Linked DNA regions of Sus scrofa: all the other regions are linked to region 3. A link is a contact called in public HiChIP or PLAC-seq data. All regions are on one chromosome and are shown on one strand. The core of a region is the stretch at or near the end of the contact, and the rest is flanking DNA. Distances in the headings are between cores, read along the strand shown.

Region 1 (2,700 bases), core at 5-2,504, 280 kb after region 3:
CAATGCACATCCTTATGGATACTAGCTGGATTCGTTACTGCTGAGCCACAACAGGAACTCTCTATATATTCTCTTTTGAAACTGGTTTGCTGGGAGTTCTCTGGTGATCTAACGGCTAGGACTTGGTGCTTTCACTGCTGTGTTGGGGTTCAATCCCTGTCTGTGAACTGAAATCTCATATCAAGCCATTGCTCCTTGTGGCCAACAAAAAGAAAAGAAAAAAAGAAACTAGGTTATCTTGTTCTTTTGTTTTCCTGTTACCCCTTCCTACATAAATTAACATTATATTTAAGCCAGTACAAGGTAATATGCCTTTAAAGTGCATTCTTTTATTTCCTCCTAAAGCAAATAAAAACTAATTTAGTGGTTTAACAAAAAAAAGTCAGTTGCCCAGGGTTGTAAATCCTGAGAGCTACAAAGCTTCCACTTAAGAATTTCTCTACAAAAATTGTGAATGACCAACATTCCGTTGGTTAAAAACAAAACAAAACAAAAAAACAAAACAAACAAAAAAAGGCCGGCTAAAGTCAGGAAAGGGGATTGGGGTGGGTGGTGAAAGGACAAATTGTAGATAGACTGGGTGGCATTAGTTGTCTTCCAAAACGACTTGTAGAAAAAGTGCAATGAGGATGGAAGACAAAAACACGATAGAAATTTCCAGAAGTTCCAAATCTTCTTAGGTTAAAAACATAAAGAATGTCGATGCCCACCCTCAAGCCAAATACTTTTCCTCCCGGGAATATCACAGCCACAAAAGAGCGGCTTGGACAGCCACTGGCTAGCTGAGGCGGAGTCAGACTGCAGGCTTCTCACGTTTGCCCAGAAGGTAGCCCGACGCGCCCGGGCTGCAGACGGAGAGACCCCAGATCCCTCCTCTCGTCCGTGGGTCAGGTGCTTCTGAAGGCCCAGCGCCGGGCGGAGTGAAAGGGAAGGAACGAGTGGAAAGGAACCAGAGGAACCATCACCGGGAGAAACTTCTAAAAGCACATTGACATCACACACGCGGCGATACACCGTTGCCTTGGAAACCAAATGAACCACCTAACCCCTCCAGGGGGTCTCTGGACCCACTCTTTTGGGCTAGGGGGTCGCAGCCCCGAGGCAGTCGGGAACGGGAGGAGGGAGGGGTCGTCTCTCGCGGCCCCGCCCGGGACCTTGTGCTACTCTGGGTACCTACCGAGTAGAGGAGCAAGACAGCGCCGGGACTGGTGGAGCCAACGGAGAAACAAGAGTTGGATGAACTGGAAGAATCCATACTGCAGCTGCAGTTCCGGGCGTGAACTGGAATTCTTAGCTAGACGGTGGTGCTACTGCCGCTGGGGGCGGTTCTTCCGCGCGGGGCGGCCCGACCTCGCCTCGGGCGGCAGCACCCTCTGCGGCCGCTCCAAGACACCCCGGGCGCCGCCATCTTAGCCAGGACGGAAGCCGCGCGGGGACTTGTGGCGCGCGCGCAGCTCGTCAGACCCCGGAAGCTGGGCGCCGCACGGCGCGAGTCCGGGGCTCCTTCCTCGTGGCCGGCCCCACGATGGCGCAGGATCCGGGCCTACCCACCCCCGCGTCTCCCGGCTCTCAGACCCTGCTGGATGCTCTGCTCCAGAACCTCTACGATTTTGGTGAGTGCGGGGCCTCGGAACCCACGTGGAGAGCGAACTTGAGAAGCCGAGGGTCTCCAGTGCGCACCGAATTGGGCCGGCGCCCTCTCTCAAGCTAAAGATCAGCTCCTCCAAACTGGTTCCGACAGTGGGTCCGTCTGAGATCACCCTTCTCCTTCCCCCACGACCCGGCTCTGTTGAGTTGTCTTTATGAATCAAACCTCCCAACTCGTCCCTGAGTGTGGGGACCAATCCGCTTGCTTGTGGGAAGCGCCAGACCTTTCGGACCTAACGGGGAGATGTCCACAGAACCTTGGGCTCTCGAAATAGCATCTTTTTCACTTATTCCGGACTTCTGGGAAGCCCCCTTTCCCCCACGCCACCCCACAGACCCGCCTAACCCTGGGGCATGATGCCACCTTGTCCTGAGGGCCTCATCCTTTGGTGTTCCCTGCCATCGTTTGCACATGAAGCTTTTCACGACCTTTCACCCATAAGTTGGCGGACTTATGCTCTCCTTTATCTTGATTGGGGAAGAGAAAAATAAAAAGGCTTACCACTGAATATATATGCGCTTGGCACTTCAGTTAGAAGTTCCGCACACTCTGAAGAACTTGCCCCAGGGAAGGTGACATCACTTGTTCCTGCACCACAGGTAATCTTAAGGGAAAAGTGCCTTTAAAAGCCAAACATGTTTCTTCAATTTGTAGTGTGATCTTACTAGTTTATTTTGGGGCTCAAAATTCTAAGCTCATTAATCAGTGGGAATAATAGCTTCAAAAGTATTGCGCATTTACCATATACTCCATGTTTTTCATGTATTTACTCATTTAATTTCCACAGCAATCCTAGGAAACAGATATTGCCATTAAGACCATTACTACAAAACAGGCGTTCCTGTCTTGGTGCAGTGGAAATGAATTGGACTAGGAACCATGAGGTTGTGGGTTTGATCCCTGGCCTCACTCAGTGGGTTAAGGATCCGGCGTTGCCGTGAGCTGTGGTGTAGGTCACAGACGTGGCTCTGATCTGGCGTTGCTGTGTCTGTGGCGTAGGCCAGCAGCTGTAGCTCCAATTCAGCCCCTAGCCTGGGAACCTCCATATGCTG
Region 2 (2,725 bases), core at 50-2,549, 420 kb after region 3:
GTTTGGAAAATCTCACCTCTGGGTAATTTTAAGGACCGAGTCCCCTGACATGCTCTGCACTTTCCTAGGTGCTCATTGCCCTGCGTCTTGAGTGTTCTTTGCCTAGTGCTTGGTTCACAGAGGGTATTTGATTCCTATTTATTAAAATGATTGAGGAGTTCCTGTTGTGGCTCAGTGGGTTAAGAAGCCAACTAGTATCCATGAGGATGTGGGTTTGATTCCTGGCCTCACTCTCTGCATTAAAGATCTGGCATTGCCACAGCTGTGGTGTAGGTCACAGATGTGGCTTGGATCTGGTGTTGCTGTGGCTGTCGCATAGGCCAGCAGCTGCAGCTCTGATTCTGCCTCTAGCCTGGAAACTTCCATATGCCATGGGTGCAGCCAGAAAGAAAAGAAGGAAGAAAGAAAACGGTTGATAATTCATTGAATTCTCCCCATCGGAGCAATTACCCCATTTTGTCATCACCCAGGGCATAGAGATGATAAATAACTTGCACAGTGACATCTTGCGTAGCTTTTCCCCTTGCCACTCAGTGAGGTCTGCCACCCAGCAGCCTTTCTCAGCGTCCCTGTCATCAGTGGCCCCAGGCCTGCTGAGTCAGAATCTGCTGGCTTAACAAGATCCCCAAGTGGTTCTCAGGCTCAGCAAAGTGTAGACATGCTGGTCTAGGCTTCATTTCTAAATGGATTAACCCTTCTTTCTTTGGGATTGATGGAAGTGATGCCTTTCCTTTCCTGACTGTGCTCCTTATTTGGGAGAGGGGGAGGGGTGCACTTGTGCATACACAAGTTCCCGGACCAGGGATGGAACCCAAGCCACAGCAGTGACAAGGCCAAGTCTTTAACCTACTGCATTATCAGGGAACTCCCTGACTGTGCTCTTTTTCTTGGAAGGGGCCCCAGGGAAGGGAGGACCTCGGATAAACCAATCTGTGACTTTTCAATGTTCTTTGTTCTGTTACCTCCTGTGAAAATAGTTCCCTGGAGAATCTGTCAAGGACCTGTGTCTCCATAGCATATTCAGTTGCTCACTCTGAGGGGCAAGCTATCCCACACCCATCTCAGGAGGAAAGGGAGTCTGACCATATGTGTCCTGGTGACTGAGCGGGCAAGAGGGTGGGTCTCCCAGGGGGCAGTGTGTGGCCCTGACCGGTGAGCTGCGGGGGCCTGGCAAGGGGACCCTGTTGCCCCAGGGCGTGGAGAATGACCAGCCTGGCAAGGCAGCACATGTGGGTTTTATCTGAATCTGATCATGGCAAGAGGAAACGACGCTCTTGTATCTTGGCATCCAAACTGGAGCCAGCTGGGGTTTCCAGAACGTGCAGTGCTGTTACTCTGCAGGGTGTGCCAGAGGGCTCAGGACATCCTGCAGGCTGGGGCCCGCTGCCTGGCAGATGTGAACCTCCCTAGACGCTCTGAGTCATGTCTGAGGTGTGGGCGTCACGTCATGAAGGTTTACCCTCAAACCGGGAACCCGGAGCACTCGAGGGATGCTGTGTCGCTGGTGGCGTGGGAGGAACGTGCTGCCACAAGCAGATTGCCGGCTGAGGGTACCACTGAAATGCAACTCCAGCACTGACTTCTCGGTTTTTGTACCTCCCTGCCCCCTCCCTCAAGGTCGGCCTCCGACAGCTGGACATGTCCTTGCTCTGCCAGCTGTACAGCCTCTACGAGTCCATCCAGGAGTACAAGGGAGCGTGCCAGGCAGCGTGCAGCCCGGATGGCACTTATGCTCTGGAGAATGGCTTCTTCGAGGAGGAGGAGGAGTATTTCCAGGAGCAGGACCACCTCCAAGACAGCAGGGAGCGAGGCCCCCCGAGGGACTTGCCTCGGCCCGTGTCCCCAATCCCCAGCAGAGACTGGGTTCTGGGGTCCCTCTAGAGGACCCAGGAGGGGCGTGTGCTGCTCCTCAGCCGTGGGCAGCCCCGGCCTGTGGACCAGCGCTGCCAGTTCAGTCTGCAGGTGGGATCTGCGTGGACGCTGGGCAGCCAGTTTCTGCTTAGGTGATCTAGAGGCGCTCAGTAACCTCACGTCCTGGCCCGCGGCACACAGCCAGGGGTTTACCCCTAAAAGCATCACCTGAATGGTCCCTGAAGAAAACCCTCAAGGATGTTTTGTGCAAAATGAGACAACTTGCGTGTAGCAGTAACTTTCTTCCAGATTGGGTCGCCTCCAGTTTGCAGTGTATTAGAGCTGATACTCCCCTGCTCCCTTCCTCGGTACGTTCTGCAGCCTTTCTTGCTGTCTCCTGAGCTTGGAAGCCTCTTGGTTGAGCCTTGTTTCTTTGTACGCTGCGTTACTCATTGTCCGGGTGACTCAGTACAAGCTTTGTACTGAAATAGTGAACATTTTAGGTCACACCCATCGAGAGGACTGCATCTCCTAACCTGTCAAAAGAATCTGTATCATCCTTCCTCCATCAGGTGGAGGAGGAAGGAAGAGAGTACGGAGAAAAACTGGGGCAAGTTAATGTTTTGTATCCTTCACTGTAAGGTGGTGAATGTTTTTGTTTAAAGATTGCGAATGTACACTAGCTGTTAGAAAGCAAACTCTTCCACTCAAAACAGTGGTCACCTTAAGCCTTACTATATTTATTAAAGTCTTTTATGAACGTTTTACACTTTGTAGGTTAAAAATGAGGATAAAAGATATATTCTGCTTGTGGTTGTGTATTATTTTGTTCTGATTTAAGAATCATCAACTTTTAGACTTCCCTGGTGGCTCA
Region 3 (2,700 bases), core at 87-2,586:
AAGGGCTTTCACACACAACAAAACTAGGCACAGGGTGGGGACGGGTGAGTAGTGTTCTCTTCTACATTTAGGAAACGGGGGCTCAGAGACGTTAAGGGCTCTGTCAAAGTTAGTGGGTCCTCTTCTGGCCCAGCAAGAACATACAGCCAGCACCCCTGACTCCAACGCTCTTTCTCTTCCCAAAGTCTCAGGTTCCTTTGCACGCATTTCAAAAGCGAGAGGGTAGGGGAGCTCTTGCCATTCCTGAAAAGCAGCCGTGCACTTAATGGCCCTCAGCGTCACCCCCGAGCTTTGACAGCGAGAGCCGTGCTCCGAACGGTGGAAGCAGAGCGGTCTCTCGGAGCCTGCGTGGGCGTTACTACCGCGGAGGAAATGGGAGGTGAGATTGTCCGCAAAGCAGCCCCCTTGAGGCGGTGCCAGCACCACGTCCCTCATTCCACCCCCGAACCCCTCCCTCCATGTCCCAGATGGGGTGAAACCCGAACCCCGGCTGGGTGTCCCGACTCAGTCTGGGGGGGGGGGGAGAGGAGGGGAACAGGGCGGCGGGGTTGTCCCCTTGTCCCGCGGGCGTGCGAGTGAGGACGCAAAGCGACGGAGGGAGCAGTCCCCGCATGCATCCAAACCTGAACGCGCCCCTTCCTGGGCCACCAGGACACACGGGGGCGGAAAAGACCTGGACAGCTCCCCAAACTGAAGCTCCAGGGATCTCAGCCCAGCCTTCGGGGGAACCTGACCCGACATCAACCCCAACTCTGCACACCACGCGCCCTGCCTCAGTTTCCCTCACCCCACAAGGGTGCACCGAACCCAAGTTGTCAACAGAGGCGCACCCCAGATCTGCACCCTCCCCGCCCGGCTTCTGCCGGGCCGCCGTGACAGCAACCCCTACCTGCGCGGTGGCCCCCGGCGCCACCGCCGGGGCGCCCTGGGGATCCCCGCCCAGCATGCGCCCCGCCCGCTGCTCCCGCTCCGCCTCCGCCGCCTCCAGCTCCTCAGCTGCCGGCCGCTCGGTGCGCCCAGAGGCCCGACGCAGAAGGAAGCGAGCGGCCAAACCGGACGGGAAGTGGGGAGGGGGCTGGCGAGGAAGGGGGAGGCTCCTTCCTTCTCCCGGGCGGGGCGGGCGGTTTCCTCTCCAGCTTCAGCCCCGGCACGCGCGCGCGCACATACACACGCGGGCACACGCGCGCGCGCGCGCTGGGGCGGGCGGGGCTGGTAGGCCGGCAGCTTGTGTCCCGGACCTCAGAAAGTTTGCTTTTCACTCTCGCTCTTTGCTGGCCGAGAACCAGAGGGGAAGTGCGGTGGGGAGAACGGGCGTTTGGGGAAGAAGAGACTGAGAGGCCTTCCTAGAGGGAGAGGGACGTCCGCAAAGCTGCCTCCCAGACACAAATTAGGGAAGTGGCCGAAGAGCTGATGGACGTGATCGAGGGGATATGTTTAGCAAGGGACGCGGGGAAGGAGGACGTGGGGAAAGAGCGGGGCGAGCAGTTCAGAATGAAATGAGACCCACTGTTTGAAGCTCCTGGCAGCACTGGACGGGTCCTTCGCACGTTAGGCAGCCAGCCCAGGACACAACTGTGATCCGTGCGGAGCCCTTAAGCCAGCCAACTCACCTCCTCCTCCGTCACGGTTCATTCTTCGTTGGGGGAGGCACCTGGAGCATCACTGAGGCTGCAGCTGCCAGAAATGGTTCTTGCCCTTAGGACGCTCCCCTCCAGGGGAAGATGAACACCTGCTATAAAACTTGGCATGTGAATACTCTTGTGTATGGGATGGATGGTCAGGGGGACTTGCCCAATAGCACAGGGAACTCTAACTGGGTATTCTGTGGTAAACTATATGGGAATGGATATGTGTATATGGGTTACAGAATCACTTTGCTGTACAGCAGAAATTAACACAATATTGTAAATCAACTACACTTCGGTAAAATCTTAAAAAAAATAAATAACAGGAGTTCCCGTTGTGGCTTAGCAGGTTAAGAATCCATCTAGTATCCATGAGGATGCGGTTTCCATCCCTGGCCTTGCTCAGTGGGTTAAGAACCCGGTATTGCTGTGAGCTGCAGTGTAGGTGGCAGATGTGGCTTGGATCTGGTGTTGTTGTGGCTGTGGTATAGGCCAGCAGCTACTGCTCTGATTCAACCCATAGCCTGGGAACTTCCATATGCCGCAGATGCGGCTCTAATAAGAAAAGGGAAAAAAACAAAAAAAACACTAAATAGCAGTACAGTTGAATTTGCCATGGCCAGAGGTTTGGCACAAAACATTGCAGAAGTTTGGGATAAGAGGGAGTGTTGTGAAGAGGGGTCAGAAGGGCTCCCTGAGCATTCTCTTGTGGCACAGTAGGTTTAGGGTCAGCCTTGTCTCTGCATCGACTCCGGTGGCTGTTGCAGTGCGGGTTCAGTCCCTGGCCAGGAAACTTCCACATGCCGTGGGTGCCACCAATAAAGGGGGGGAGGGGTCCAAGGAGGGAGGGACAGGAAGAGAGAGACAAAGGAAAGAACGAAGGGAAGGAGGAAGGAAGAGAGGCTGGCTCCCAGGAGGAAGGGGAAGGATCTTGTTACAACTAAAGAAGGCTCAAGGTCTTTCGAAAGATTAGACCCTTGTGAGTGAAACACCTGGATGTGCTTAAAAGTCGGAAGGTTGTGGGACAGAATGACTATGAAGGTTGATATGCAGGACGTGGGAAGGTGGCAGAGGA
Region 4 (2,700 bases), core at 71-2,570, 450 kb after region 3:
AAATGGGATCGGAAATGGGAGAAAAACATAGTGACTACCCATAATGTGACAGACTCTTTGCTAATGGCCCCCAAAGAACTTCCAATTTTATGACCTTTTTTTTTTTTTTTTTTTTGGTCTTTTTGTCTTTTTAGGGCAGCATCCAGGGCATATGGAGGTTCCCAAGCTAGGGGTCCAATCGGAGCTGTAGCCGACGGCTTACGCCAGAGGCACAGCAAGGCAGGATCCCAGCCAGGTCTGCGAACTACACCACAGCTCATAGCTCATGTCGACGCCGGATCCTTAACCCACTGAGTGAGGCCAGGGATCGAACCCGTGTTCTTATATGTGCTTGTCGGGTTCGTTAACCGCTGAGCTACGACGGGAACTCCCAATTTTATGACTTTTAAAACAAAGGACCATTCCCTATAAAGAGACTATGAACACTTTGAAAGCAGAACTTTTACTTCCTCATTTTTGGTTTTTGTATCACCAACGTCTAGCACAGTGCTTTATACACAATGCTGTCCATTCCATAACCACAATGGATGAAACCTGAAAAAATATCTAGAGAATTCGCCATAGGTTATGAAGCGCAAAGATGGCAACATCTGTCTATCAGAGGGAAAACAACTAAGAATGAAATAGCTTTACCGTCAACCTAATCTGACCTTTAAATTTCTCGGCACAGCGCCTGCATCCATCAGGTCCGAGGATCCGTCAGCAAACGTGACGGATCTGAGAAAAGCACTGTGGGGTGTGACTTCTCTACTACTCTAGGTATTCAGGCAAACATTCGACGGGGAAGGTCGAGCGTCAAAATTTAGTCTGTATTAGAAGACCCTGAAACTGTTGATTTTTTACATTTTATCACCCTGAACAGCTGATACAGATTCCATGGTCGCTCACGCTCCCCAAATCTCACTGCGCCATTTTTTCCCCAAGGAACCCCACAGCTGACAACTCACACAGATGGTTATCTTCAGCACGCCGTGGTTATAGTCTCGGTACAACTCCTTGGCCTCCTGGTTGCATTCGATACACCTGTACTGGCAGGAGGCTGAGGCAGCAGTAGGAGTCACTGCCACCCCATCCGCCTTCCCCTTTCCCGCTGTCACCCCTTCTGCGTTCCCCTTGCCTGGCCGAAGCCCACTCCGCCCACCAGTGCCCATTTCCACGCAACTGCAGCCCAGAACTTCCGATTCAGTGGCGGGGCAGACGTCAGACGCCAGACCGGAAGCCTTGCGCGCGCAGTGCTTGATGGGATTCGCAGTCCCGGCCCCAGACAGGGGGACCCAGACTGGCCTATATGGGACTACAACTCCCAGCAGGCACCGCCACTCTCTTTCTTCAGCCCCCCTGCCAAGGCCCACCTGCCCGCCTCGGGTAAGGGCTGGGAGGCCGCAGCGCGCGGCGAGGGACGCCGCACATGCGCCCTGAGGGAAGATGGCACCTGCCGGCTGCGGCTGCTGCGGCTGCTGGGGCGGCGCTGTGGCCGCCGCGGGCGCCGCCCGGCGCGTCCCGGTGCTGCTGCTGCTGGGGGTACTGTCCGCTGGGCCGCGGCCGGGCGCCCTGGCCACCGAGCACTACTCGCCGCTGTCCCTGCTCAAGCAGGAGCTGCAGCACCGGCAGCAGCAGGAGGCCCCGGCGGGCGGCGGCTGCAGCCCGCAGTCCGGGGACTGGGGGGACCAGTACTCGGCCGAGTGCGGCGGTGAGTGGGCGGCGGCGGCGGGCGGGCGTCCGGGTCGCAGCGGAGCGCCGGGTGGCGGGGCCTTGGGGGCTGCGGGCCCCGGGGCCGATGTTGCTGGCCGCCCAGGTCTCGCTGCCGCCAGCCGCGGCGTGTGCCCCCGCGGGAGACGGCTCCGCGAGGTGTCACGCCGGGGCCGCTTCCCACCGCTCACACCCACGCCGCTGTGCGCCCCTCTGCCGAGGCAGCCTTGGGAAGGGCGGTGAATAGTGAAAGAGCTGACAGCATGCTCCCGAGGCCAGGGCGGCCTCTCCGCAGTCCTCATAACTGTTGAAAGGGTGGAGGAGGAGATGGCAGGTGTTCCAGGGCAGCCCCCGGCCCCCACGGGGGCTGTGGGAGCCTAGGGAAGTACCGACAGACCAGGAGGACCGGACCCGCGTCCAGAGCCGTGATGCCTGGCCCATCTTAGGCCTGGAAACGAGATATCCGCCCCTCCCGGTTGACGTCTTGTGTTAAACACAGAGTCTAAAAATTTGATACCTGGAAAAAGAAGGGAGCAAAAGAGCAAGCCCATTGGATCTGCTCATTGACATCTTGCTTCTAGTTGTTTAAGATTGACCTGTGATCTGTCAGGTGTTTCCCAGGGCGTAAAAAGTGCCCTGGGGCACCCTGCCCATGTGTATCAGAGCTGTGTGTGTATTGGAACTGGGCCAGCTCATTCATTAAGATTGGGCGCTTTTGGCCTCAATTTAATAACTCATGGCAGATTCCTCAGGGGCAAGGTACTTTTTTTGTTTATGAGTTCCGTAGTTCTTTTTAACCCTTTAATTCCCTCCCCTTTCCCTTTCTTCCTGCCCTCCGCGAGTTCCCTTAAGGCCTGCTTTTGAAACGTCTGGGTCTTCTTAAGGAGCTGGCTGGTTGCTTTTATGGCCTCTCAGCAGTCTAGCATTGTGTACCTGGAAGGACAATAAGTATTTTTTGGTTGAGATGAGATGGCAAGATTAGCACACTCTGATTTCCTTTTAGCACAATCT

Evidence for each region. HiChIP or PLAC-seq counts read pairs in DNA pulled down with a chosen protein or histone mark.
Region 1: a contact with region 3 is called in an H3K27ac HiChIP or PLAC-seq map of alveolar macrophages. The contact joins the promoter of GNPAT here to the promoter of DISC1 in region 3. A contact is called at or near these places in 1 of 5 promoter capture datasets (liver) and 1 of 2 datasets of contacts at active chromatin or transcription factors (alveolar macrophages).
Region 2: an H3K27ac HiChIP or PLAC-seq map of alveolar macrophages shows a contact between it and region 3. The contact joins the enhancer-like site here to the promoter of DISC1 in region 3. A contact is called at or near these places in 1 of 5 promoter capture datasets (liver), 17 of 47 Hi-C or Micro-C datasets (embryonic fibroblasts, epiblast stem cells, fetal heart ventricle and 11 more) and 2 of 2 datasets of contacts at active chromatin or transcription factors (alveolar macrophages and skeletal muscle).
Region 4: an H3K27ac HiChIP or PLAC-seq map of alveolar macrophages shows a contact between it and region 3, with 4 times the contacts expected there. The contact joins the promoter of TTC13 here to the promoter of DISC1 in region 3. A contact is called at or near these places in 1 of 5 promoter capture datasets (liver) and 1 of 2 datasets of contacts at active chromatin or transcription factors (alveolar macrophages).

Annotation. Positions count from the first base shown.
Region 1 is chr14:59,239,049-59,241,748 of Sscrofa11.1, forward strand. It overlaps GNPAT (glyceronephosphate O-acyltransferase), which reads right to left and starts at 1,255. Exons shown (of 16, transcript NM_001185140.1): 1 at 1,178-1,255. The coding sequence starts at 1,255. It overlaps C14H1orf131, which reads left to right and starts at 1,295. Exons shown (of 7, transcript XM_001925586.5): 1 at 1,295-1,613. The coding sequence starts at 1,295.
Region 2 is chr14:59,382,787-59,385,511 of Sscrofa11.1, forward strand. It overlaps FAM89A (protein FAM89A), which reads left to right. Exons shown (of 2, transcript XM_001924531.4): 2 at 1,618-2,725. The coding sequence ends at 1,881. Among named protein-coding and RNA genes, the nearest start is that of FAM89A, 16 kb to the left of the region's middle. Within about 2 kb of position 1,300, at least 9 of the 83 cell types and tissues checked have an H3K27ac peak or open chromatin away from gene starts, as enhancers often do. A contact at or near this core is called in alveolar macrophages, where this site is marked.
Region 3 is chr14:58,962,618-58,965,317 of Sscrofa11.1, forward strand. It overlaps DISC1 (disrupted in schizophrenia 1 protein), which reads right to left and starts at 1,337. Exons shown (of 13, transcript XM_021073577.1): 1 at 890-1,337.
Region 4 is chr14:59,407,808-59,410,507 of Sscrofa11.1, forward strand. TTC13 (tetratricopeptide repeat protein 13) reads left to right here and starts at 1,321. Exons shown (of 21, transcript XM_001926644.5): 1 at 1,321-1,690. The coding sequence starts at 1,426. ARV1 (ARV1 homolog, fatty acid homeostasis modulator) reads right to left here and starts at 1,186. Exons shown (of 6, transcript NM_001243293.1): 1 at 948-1,186. The coding sequence starts at 1,151.